2 separate regions of the Macaca mulatta genome follow, and region 2 is linked to region 1. Evidence: chromatin contacts called from public Hi-C data. All regions are on one chromosome and are shown on one strand. The core of a region is the stretch at or near the end of the contact, and the rest is flanking DNA. Distances in the headings are between cores, read along the strand shown.

What was found. A called contact is a pair of places that touch in the nucleus more often than the background predicts.
Region 2: a contact with region 1 is called in a Hi-C map of fetal cortex germinal zone, with 4 times the contacts expected there. The contact joins two enhancer-like sites. A contact is called at or near these places in 5 of 14 Hi-C or Micro-C datasets (fetal cortex germinal zone, fetal cortical plate, fibroblasts and 2 more).

Annotation. Positions count from the first base shown.
Region 1 is chr1:124,676,190-124,679,159 of T2T-MMU8v2.0, reverse strand. No RefSeq gene overlaps it. Among named protein-coding and RNA genes, the nearest start is that of VANGL1, 45 kb to the right of the region's middle. Within about 2 kb of position 1,714, at least 2 of the 40 cell types and tissues checked have an H3K27ac peak or open chromatin away from gene starts, as enhancers often do.
Region 2 is chr1:125,132,938-125,135,705 of T2T-MMU8v2.0, reverse strand. No RefSeq gene overlaps it. Among named protein-coding and RNA genes, the nearest start is that of TSPAN2, 44 kb to the left of the region's middle. Within about 2 kb of position 1,380, at least 4 of the 40 cell types and tissues checked have an H3K27ac peak or open chromatin away from gene starts, as enhancers often do.

The DNA.
Region 1 (2,970 bases), core at 465-2,964:
ATGTGTTTTGGGGACTCTGAGGCCCTGGGTGCCCCAGATGACTGCGCCCAGCCTAGGAGTTTATTCCTGGAGAAGGCTCTGCGGTGACCCCAGTGCTTTCTGTGTGTGGATTTTGGCAGGGAAGATGCTGCTGAGCCCAGGGAAGCTGGGCTATGAGGCCTAGCCCCTCTTTGGTGGAACACAGCCTCCTTGTGTGTTAGAGAAGAGCTGGCCCACCCACCTAGAGAAAGTGAAGGGAAAGTTGGGCTGTCCCGAGTCCAGGCCAGACCAGAATTTATTGTGTGGGATTCTCTTAACCCAAGAGGTTCCCTTAGAGAGGAGAAGAAGGGAGGGGAGAGGAGGAGCTACAAGCTAGGACTGTTCGACCCAAGCACCTGCTCCATGTTGGATTCTTTGGGACCCTCTACGGCAGGGCCTTTCATGATTTGAGAATGGCCCAGTTCTATTCTGTCTCTTGAAGCTTCTGCTGCATTTTAAAGAAATGGATAAAAGCTATAATGGGATCATAAAATGGGCAATTTATAAATTATTAATTAATGATTTGACAAAAAAATGTATAACTGAATAATCACATTTGAAGATAGTATAGGGCTCACATTTCAGGCTTTCTGGGCAGGGGAGACTCGGGCCCTCCTAGCCCTGCTCTTCCACACCTGGCTGTCTGATGTGGCCCTCCAGGTGCCGATGGATATGAGGGAATATGTGGTATGTCTGAGGGTAGCAGGCTGTGAATGTGAAAAGAAGGGAACTGGCTGTAGCAACACAAGGTGGGTGCCCTTGGATCTGGGTGTGAGGACTCAAAGACCCCAGTCCTTCCTTCCACAGACTTCCCCAGCCTTGGAACCACTCTAGGCCTGTCTCCTATTAGTTTGTAAGTGGTCATTTCCTTGACTCTGGGATCACAACCAAGTCCCATTACTGCAGGACGGATTCCCACACTCTGCCCTGGGCCCCAGGAGTGCTGCCATCCCTGCCTGGACAGTGAGTTGCTTTCTGGGGCCCCGAATATGGGAAGAGCAAGACTGAAGCATAGGGACCTGAGGAAAGAGAGGCTAGCTAGAATAACTGTGAGGATTGTCTCAGGACATAGAGAGTCTCTGTGTCAGGAAAAGTAGAAGTGATGCCCCTTGGGCTTTGTGTTAGGTGGATGGGTTGGGAGCAGCTGGGTGGCCTCAGCCAGTCTAACCAGACACAGAGCTGACCTACTGCCTCTCAGACCCTATGGCTGTCCTTGGTCCAGAGAATCCAGTAGAAGCCTTTGTGCTTGTCCAGAGGCCCAGTGGCCCCCAGGTCTTCCTCTTCACTCCCCAGTCCCCTTCCATCAGCTTCTCTGCCTAAGGAGCTCCAACAGTCTGATACCAAAAAGCCAGAAGATGCAGGTCCTCAATGCCAGACAAGGAGTGTGACTTCTCAACAGTAGTGCTTGAAGCTCCAGCATGGATATGTGCAGGCTAGTGGGAGGTCATGGAGACTCGGGAGTGCATGCAAGTCACTGCTGTGGAAACAGTTCAAGCGTGAGGTGCTGGGGACCAAGGGGGAAAGCAGCGGGTGGAGGAAAGGTTGGCTTCTAGTTCTGTTAGAGGCTGGGAGACTGTTTGAGCCTAGAGACAGGGGGCAGGCAGAGCCAGTGTTAGGCACCACTGCAGCACCATCAGGTCTCCTAGGACAGAAGAAGGGGTTGCTTCTGTCCTCTCTGAGGATACACTGACTGGGAGTGGTGGTGGTCTGGGAAATGGGGGGACCTCTGGCCTCTCACAGTTCTGCCCCTGACTGGGTCTTGGGAAATCTACACCATTACTTCCCAAGACTGACTGCTGGATCACTGTGTCTCAAAATGGGTGGCTTTGCAGAGAATTCTACTTATTTACGCTCTGCCAATAACTGGAGCCTCCTCTAGGCAGACCCTTGTGGGGGTGATTGATAGTGCCAGTGACTACAGTTTAGTCAGCCTGCTAGCTCTGTATTTCCCTCCCCTTGAGGAGGTGCTGGCAGAAATCCTGGGAGCCCCATGAGACTTCCTTTTCCATGCTGGCAGAGGAAGCCACAGCACTGGAAAATTAGTGTAAATGTGCATCTGGCGCCACCTAGCGATCAAGGCCCTCCTGCACCCTGTTGGACGGCTTTCCCAGGAAGGCAGTTTGCCTTCTTACAGTGCACACTTTGTCAGGCTTTGGTGTGTGTGACGGTCACCTAAGATGCTTGTCCAAAATGAGGACTCCTGGCCGGGCACAGTGACTCATGGCTGTAATCCCAGTACTTTGGGAGGCCGAGAGAGGAGGATCGGTTGAACCCAGGAATTCAAGACCACCCTGGGTGACATGGTGAGATCTCCCCCAAAAAAATTCCTGGGCTCCAGACACTGAGGTTTTAACTTAGTTTGTCTGGGGAGGAATCCAATAATGTGTTTTCCTAGCTAGTATCTCAGGAGTTTGTAAGGCAAGTCTCTGGACTACACTTTGAGAACTACTCTCTTGAAGGACCATGCCTCTTAAGTGTCTGCTTTGCACAGATAAGAATGTGCACTCACTTAGTTATGAAAACTGTGCGGAACACTCCTAAATCCTTATCTTTAGGCAAAGTCTCTTGAGTTTCAGCTGCTATTTTTTGACTGGTTGCTTTCTGTCTCCAGAACAGACGCACAGAATTATCATGGCCAGCTCTGAATTTTTAATCTCTATACATCATCCCAAACCTTGTATTAGTCAGGATTCTCCAGACAAACAGGATGTACATATATATGGAAAGAGATTTATTAGAAAGAATGGGCTCATGCAACAATGCAGGCTGACGAGTCCCAGGATCTGCAGTCAGCAAGATGGAGACCCAGGAGAGTCGATGGTTGAGTTCCCACCCAAAAGCCGGGTTTGAGACCTAAGAAGAACTGACATTTCAATGCAAACATAAAGGCAGGAAAAGTTTGTGTCCTGGCTCAAGGCAGTCAGGTGGAAGTTCCCTCTTACAGGAGGGCCA
Region 2 (2,768 bases), core at 131-2,630, 460 kb before region 1:
CTAAATTGTATCACCCACTTTCCACTTTGCACTGTCCTCCACAACTAGGCTCACATAGCCACTGCAGGATGCCTGACTTCATTAAGGAGTAGAGCATGGGCTTTAGGCTCTAGATCTTTGAAAAGGCCCAGAGCCTAGTTTGTGATTGTGATGACTTCGTCATGCTCAGGCCCTGAAATGGAGACTGATTTGCACATTACCAGCCTCCCTTTGGCTATCAGCAGGACTATTAGATCTTGTGGCTCTGGGCCACCCATCCTCCCCCATGTACTTTTCATTTAAGCATTTATATCGCTGGTGTCCTTATTCTTTAAAACACAGATACATTCACAGAATAGAACATCCTGCTTGGTATATGAATGACATTGTGAAATCATTGAGTTGTTAAGGTTTCTGCAGGTGTCCAGGTGGGCCCCTTTTGACAAGGGTGTTGAGGAGGATCTCAGCAGCAGCACTTCGATGGGAAGTGATGCTGCCTCTCCTCAGCGCTAGTGAACGGCCACATTTCTAATGGTCTCAGGTGTCCAAATGTGTTCTGTGCTGCCGCGGGAGACGGTAAGCTGCCCATCACGGGAGACGCCAGCTGGGATTTTCACTGACTGCGCAGAAGGATGGTTGGCCTGAATAATCTCTAAGTTTCCTGACCTGAGATGTGAAGGGGAATCTGCTTGTAGCAGACAGGTGTCAGCTTTGCAGTCTGCCAGACCTGAGTTCAAGTCTCAATTTTCCCACATACCTGGTTTCCTTCTCTGCAAAGAAGAAAGAGGAAAATAATATCAACTTTGCAGGACTCCCGTGAGGAATCCATGACACAGCACCTGGAGCTACGCTGCGTCTCTTATAATTCTCCCCTCTTCATTTCAAGTCAATTGTGTGCTCAGGGTATGGACTCCACACTGGAACCAAGCCCACATTTAAAAATAAACAGCCACTTAGCTTCATTTGATACATGATCTATACACCCACATGACTGTTTTGTCTTGTTTGAATTTCTCCCCGCTGTCTGTGTTTCCATCATGTGTGTCTGGGTGTGTCTGTCTTACACGGCCAGCCCTGAGGCATTCTGAGTGGCACAAAGCACAGTTATCTGCCTCGCAATGATGAGGATGATGATAACAACACCGTTTTACATTTGTGATTGCATTTGACTTTCGAAGTACCGCTGGGAGGTAGGGAGGACTGATGAAGTACGTGGCCGCAGTTGATGAGAGACTGCTCAAGGACACACAGCTGGCCGTAGTAACAAGACCAGACCTAGAACAGGGGATCAGTTTGTGGATTTAGTGGAAGGCTTTCTTGGATGACTCTCCTTCTCACCCCTTCCTGAGCATTCTTTCATCATGTGCTCCTGAGCCCCTTTGTTCTGGGCTTGGCTTGAGCCCAGATGACTCAGCTTTCCACGTGGTAGCATTATCTGGAAGGATTTTCCCAGAACCTGCCTGGCCTGGGCGTCTGGGGTAGCAGAGAGCTCAGAGGCCCATCATGTGAATGCCCTGGGGAATTAGAGCAGTGGGTCCTGATGCAGACTCCTGCATCCCTGAGGGAAGACCAGGGCAGAGGAGCATGGCCAGAGTGGGCAGGTGACCATTTGCCCAGGAATCTGCAGGGCTGTCTTGCTTTAGAGAGTGAGGGTCAGTCAGTCTTTTAATTTTCCTCCCTAAATTAATGTATTTCTTCATTCATGCTTCTGGCCTGCATGAAATATTATCCTCAGTGCTTTGTCATATACAGGAAAGGTGAGATCACCCCTGGTCCTGATAATTTTGTAGTCTAGTTAATGAGTCAACTAGACAATGGAAATAGACAAATGGAAGCACCAGAGAATAATCCAAAGACACAGAGAGAGAAACAGTACTTTAGCAAAAATAGGGTTTAAAGCCTGGCTCAGAGTGGGAAGCAGGGATTCAGCTGAAGGCTATTTTGGAATTCCAGGTGTGAAGTAAAAAAGCCTAACCTAAAGTCATTGTGGAAGGGAAAAGGAGAGATACATCTGAGTGCAGGGACTTGGCAGTCATTGTCTTATCTGCCCAACTTTTCACTCACAGCTCCTAGCTCTGGAAAATAGCCCAAAGCTTTTATTTTTGCCCAAGACTGGCCCTGGATTGGTCAGGGCATCTGACTCAAGTGCCACTAATCCACAGGCTTGCCAGTGGCATGGCTCATTTGAAAAGAGGAGCCTGGCCAAGCCAGATTCCCCACTAAGTCTCTGAACCAGAAAACACTGAGAGAATGGATAGCACTGGGACTGACGCTGCAAGATCACGATGTTGCAGAGAGTGCAGCCCGGATGGGCACGTGGAAGAGCAGGTGCTCTGAGAAGCAGGAGCGCTGAGGTGTGGGAAAGCAACAGAGAGTATGGGGAATCAGAGAGCCGTTCAGTGCTAAGGAAGGGACAGAAAAAGTCGTTATCTGTCAATGCAGAACATTAGGTGGAAATGTACAAAGTCCCACTATCGAGGGCCTGAGGGCTACTGCAGATCTAGAGCCAGCTTCTGCGTGCTGCTCCCACCCCGCAATGCCAGGCCTTTTGGCTTTCTCTGGGTGCCTGGGTCCTTGCATCCTTCAAGAAACCCCCACGACAAGAGGAAAGATTGGTTAGTCTCAGTCTTATGCAAACAGAATTTATGCTAGCCTAAGTCATTTCTTAGAGACCTGGAGAATGAAAGTCAGTGGAATGTCCCCAGGCACACACACATGTGAGTATCTCAGTGTAAATGGATCTGCAGACTCCACCGCAACCCAGAAGTCCTGTGAGTGCCGGGCAAGCA